2 separate regions of the Gossypium hirsutum genome follow, and region 2 is linked to region 1. The links are chromatin contacts, called in public Hi-C maps. All regions are on one chromosome and are shown on one strand. The core of a region is the stretch at or near the end of the contact, and the rest is flanking DNA. Distances in the headings are between cores, read along the strand shown. Region 1 holds the start of LOC107898302. Region 2 has its middle 32 kb from the start of LOC121216445.

Region 1 (2,760 bases), core at 43-2,542:
AGTTTAACTTTAACTAGAATGATCCTAAAAAAGTCAGATTTAGGCACCTAATACACACTACATCATTTTTTTAGATTGCATGAATAACAAAGTATATTAAGAAACATCAAATTCACTCTTATTATTATTTTTAACACTGAATTTAATCTATTTTTTTTATAAAATTCTAAAATCCTAGACCCCTTTAGACCTTATTCTACTTTAATACTTTCCTTAAAATTCTAAATTTTAACGCAGCTTACTATAAATCATAAATCTAGTTGAAGAAAGCATAAACCTTGTATTATTATTATTATTTTTAATTTTATTTAATTAGTCAAAACTAATTAGGGTTAAATATTATTAAGGATAATTAATTTAGTGTTAGAAAGTGTATCATATTAATTAGAATTCTTTAAAAAAATATTATTAAGGGGAATTGTTATCTCTAACTTCACTCATTAAAGATTATTTTCATTTAATAAGATGGGATTAATATTTTTTTTATGTGAAATATAAATATTTTATTAAAATAATATTTTAATTGATATCATGTTTATTTAGTAAATTATAATTAATGGGCTTACTTATATGAAATAGTTATAATTTTACTTAAAAAATTTAGGCAATATGTTTTTATAAAAGAACTAATTTAATAAAAATATATATATACTTCATAATTATGTTTGTTGTTGTTATAAGTGAAATTTGTTATAAAGGGTTAAAATAAAGGGAATAAGTTATATTAGGATCATCCTAGAAAGTATAGTTTTTAGGCACCAATAAATTAATAGTTTCATGTCATTAAATTTTAAAGATAACAAATTATTATACAGTTGTTTATATCTACTATCTTCTTCAATTTAATTTCACTTTAATTAATTTACTTAAAATAATTAATTTTTTAAAATTATAAACAATCATTTTTTCTTTTTCTTTCTTTTTTTTACAATTTTAATCATTTTTTTCCAAAAGTTAATATTTTTTATTTTTGTGCAATCAATTTTTTTTAAAAAAATTAATTTCTAGACAATGGATTGTTTTCCATTTAAAATTGTTTTATATTTCATGTTATACATTTTTTAAAAGTAAAAATTATATTGCATTGAATATTTAGTGATAAGAATTGTGTAGATTTTTTTTCTAAAAAAATACTAGACTGGGCCTTTAATAACATAAAAAAACCAAATACATAGTCCAAAATCAAACTAAAAAACAAAAAAGGCCAGGCCGAATAGAAATAAAACCGGCCAAACCCATAAAACTCAATTAAAATACCCTAAAAAACTACCAACCAATAAACCAGAAAAATTAAAAGAAACAAACAAAACCCAATCAGATATAGCTTGCAACCACCCAAAAAATAAATGCCCTTATCCCTTGCTTTTTGTAGGTTGCAATCTCCTAAGGCAGGTTTCCAAAATAACATTTTCATTTCTCCTGCCTGTTCCTTTCCCTAACCGAGTTTCACAGAGGTCAAAACTTCAATCTGGTGCCCTTGGTCTTCTCCGATCCAACGCTTCCTTGACGAACCCTGAAACATCTCTTTCATGGTAAATTTCCTCTCCCTTCTTCATACTTTCCGTTGAAATCATATGTTTGAGATGATTTGCTATTTTGGGAACATATTAAAAATCTATTATGAGAAAAAAACCTTTTGCACTACCGAATATCTCTAACGATTGCTCCAATCACTGGTTTGTCTGCTGTGTTTAACTTGGATTTCTTTATCGTTGTCATCGAGTCACCCTCAACTGTCACCGATTCGAACCCAACTGAGCCCCCAATAATATGCCTTTAAAACATGCAAGGGCCTCCATAGCGAACTCCGTCAAAAAAGACTCATGAAAAGTTGTTTTCAAGGTCAATATCTCCCCTGAGGCATTTCTAACCACCACCCCTGATGCTGATTTAGCATTACTACCGTCAAAGGCTGCGTCAAAATTTATCTTCACAATGGCTCCAAGCTAGGGAATCCAATTTACATGGACTTAATGCTTGGTATGTTCCTTTTCCTTCATCTCGCCCAACCCCTTCATATAATCCAATACCCAATCTGCAATTTCCTTCCCCAACGATTTTTTCTCCTTATGCACTAATTTGTTTCTGTTTATCCAGATTGCCCACACTCCACAACAAAACAGTCTACGTTGTTCACTGGCATTATTACTAAAAACTCAGGTTAGCCACTCCCAACTATTCCGTACTAAATTTGAAGAAACCCATAACAGGTCAAAATTAACCTAGGTCTCAGTTGATGTAGGGCACTCCCTAAGAATGTGGTCAGTGCTCTTTGCAACTCCATGACAGTTAGGACATAGCTCTTCAACAGGAATTTGTCTCAGCCTTAGATTAACGAAAGTGGAAACAAAATTCCAAGAAAATTTCCACATTGTAATTTTAATCTTGGAGGGAAGATGTAGTGCCAATAACTTTTTATAAAAATCTATAATATTGGTCTCTATTTGAGCATTATTAGGAAAGAAAGTACCTTTTTGTTATAGTTTATAGCCACTTCTGACTGAGAACTCCCCCAAGGGCTTACCACTCCAAACCCTCAAGTTTTCGTGGGCTTTCTTAGATAAGGGAAAATGCAAGATTTTCGTCGCCATTTCCTCTAGGAAGGTATCAACTACAATACTTTCCCTCCATTCTCCATTATGTGTATCAATTAAGTCCGAAACTAAAAGAATCCCATCACCTCTAACATTGCTATATGAATTATTCGTGATAGACCCCGGTATCCATGCATCGTCTCAAATCAAAATCTTCTCTCCTATA
Region 2 (2,700 bases), core at 78-2,577, 75 kb before region 1:
CCCTTTGAATATAGGCTCGTGCAGTCAATATAACATATTCAGTAAATTTGGGTTATTCAAATATGGATGTAAAATAAAATAGTCCATCCATTTATTGCCCACATTTACTACTATCAGATATGATTCTCTAACTCGGGTCTTATTCATATGGCAAAGCTCCAACCCATCTTCTCACCTAAATCTTCCCGCTGAGTTAATTAGTAATGTTACATAATATATAGGTAGCCGTCGTCTTCCTCTTGATCTGCCATTGTTTGGGCTCTGAATTTTCTCATCTTCTTCTGTTACTCTCTTCCTGTGTAGTTGCACTAGCTTAGTATAAACCATGCACTTAACTAATACTCTTTATCGAACTAGAAGCAGCAAAGGCAAATGTACATATCAAAATTTTTAAGTCTTTATCGGTTAAGCCCTTAGAAACTGCACCCTGATGCTCCATCACTTAATGCATTTTGATTGCTTTAATTCTAGAAAAAGCTGCAAATTTTATACTAAGCTATATATATCATATTATGTTCCAAATTTTATACTAAACGATTTTAAAGAACCGCTGGGCCTTGCTCTCCCTTTCCTTCCCATTCAGAATATTTGTTATCCGGTCGATTTACTTTTACAGTAACCTATATATATCATATTATGTTCCAAAAGCTTCCCATTTCTCTTTTTCTTAATCTTTTTCCTTAACAGCTGCTTCATGGCTTCCATATATCAGATTACGCCTCCATCTCCAGTTGGATAATTTTTGAATAATGATGTTTGATATTGTGAAGAACCACTTGCTCCTCTTACTCTCTCAGTTTAAAATTATCTGCTTCTGAGATGTTTTGGCTGCATTATCATCTCTAGCTAACATCTATTTATCATCCCACAACCAAGCTGTTGGCTTTGGTAAGATGCACATCAAAGGGGGAGCTATAAAGGTATCCGCAATACCTAATTTTGCATTCGAATATCCAATAAACTGGACCAGGGAAAAGATTGCACCAATGGCAGAGATGATAATGGGTTGCACATTATGCTAAAATGAAAATAAAACAGAAAATTGACGGGGACCATCAACACGTGCTAATGTGCACCGCCTAAGCATGAAGCCAAATTTCGAGTTAAATGAAGAAAGGGAAACCCAAAACCAAAAGAATCTTATCAAATAAAAATATGTGTATATAGAAATCTATCCTTTCTAGAGTTGCTAGGGTAAATATAAACTGGTATAGTGAGATTACTTACCACTTAATTTCATTTCTTTTTCTTTTTACCTTTCTTATGAATTCCAAGTCCTTGAAACAAAAATCAACCAAAAAGACTTGGTCTACTGCATTATTGGTATATGCTAAAAAGCGCGCCTTTTACACCCCACTGGAGGCCCTGCAGTTCTTAGCCTCATACCTCATAATTAAAGAAACTTTCCTGTCGTTTTCCTTTCCCCATTGTTTAAAGACTTGAAAAGAAGACTGGAATTCAAAAAAAAAAAACCATAATTAATGTACCCAACCACAATATTACCTTAGCCAATAATAAAGATTTAAGATCAAAGTAGCTGAAGATTTACGGCAGTGATTTTAGAGAGAAATGGGTACGAAAATACAAAATTTTACAGTTCTTTGACAGATTATTTTTTGCTAGACTTTTCAAGATTTGATGAGGAAGGAACAGTAAGAAACGTAGAAGGCGACGGATGGTGCGAGGGATGGAAAAGGTGAAGCACATGTGGCTGAGCTTGTAGTTGCAGTTGCACTGATCAATGGCCATTGGCCAAAGGCACAAAAGGATACGTAATAACTGGCAACCGACGCAGCCAGTTCAAAGAAGTTTTGTCCCAAGTGGATTGGTTTGTTTTGTAGTAAAACGAAGAAAATACTATCTTTAGAATTTAGATCCTTTGCAGTCCACCTAAGCAAACAGCATAGTAGGCTTTAATCTCATGGGTATGCGGTTACGGGCTCATTTCATTATTGGTTTAATCTATTTTTCTATTTTCCTTGTTATGAAAATTAGAATTACTAACAGGTTTTTTTAACGTTGAGTTATAGTAAATTAAGCTGCAATTAAATCAACAAATAAAAGTGAAAGGTAATAGAAATGCAATAAAATTGATTATATAGTTTAGAATTCTTTCTTACGGGACATTATGTAAAGAGTAATTTACTATAAATCAATAGTATAAGTAGTGATTTAAGTTTATTTTACTCCTATACATTTAACTAAAATCATATTTTCATTAAATCTTTTCCCTTCAAAGTTTAATTACAAATTGAACATGAAAATTATTTGTTTACAACCAAAATGCACTTTAACTCGTTTTTTTAAATGAACATAATAGTGATCTCTAATTCATACATCAAACTGATAATCAATTCAATGTGAACATTAAGATCCAATCATAAACCCATGAGCGTAATAAGCTTAGTTTTCTATAAGGTTGAATAACTCAATCCAAGTCCAAACTGTTGAAAGACCAACTTATATGTGTTGGTTCAACATTTGGTTCCAAAAGACTTTCAAGAAAGAGAATTTGAAGATCCAAATAGTCAAGAGTTCATTTCATGTTACATGGGGTCTAATGACACAAACCTAAGACATAAAACTAGATGAAAGGTTTTAATAAGCTTGTAAGAGACCAAGTTATGAAGAGAGAAGCCCAAACACACACCTAATAAAGATCGATTTATTTAGTTCAGTAGAGTTTTGCTAGTTTTCATT

The links. A called contact is a pair of places that touch in the nucleus more often than the background predicts.
Region 2: a contact with region 1 is called in a Hi-C map of leaf, with 2.1 times the contacts expected there. The contact joins the enhancer-like site here to the promoter of LOC107898302 in region 1. A contact is called at or near these places in 4 of 34 Hi-C or Micro-C datasets (all in leaf).

The regions. Positions count from the first base shown.
Region 1 is chrD04:23,950,785-23,953,544 of Gossypium_hirsutum_v2.1, reverse strand. LOC107898302 reads left to right here and starts at 1,292. Exons shown (of 4, transcript XM_041091276.1): 1 at 1,292-1,980; 2 at 2,098-2,160.
Region 2 is chrD04:24,026,273-24,028,972 of Gossypium_hirsutum_v2.1, reverse strand. No RefSeq gene overlaps it. Among protein-coding and RNA genes, the nearest start is that of LOC121216445, 32 kb to the right of the region's middle. Within about 2 kb of position 1,327, at least 3 of the 9 cell types and tissues checked have an H3K27ac peak or open chromatin away from gene starts, as enhancers often do. A contact at or near this core is called in leaf, where this site is marked.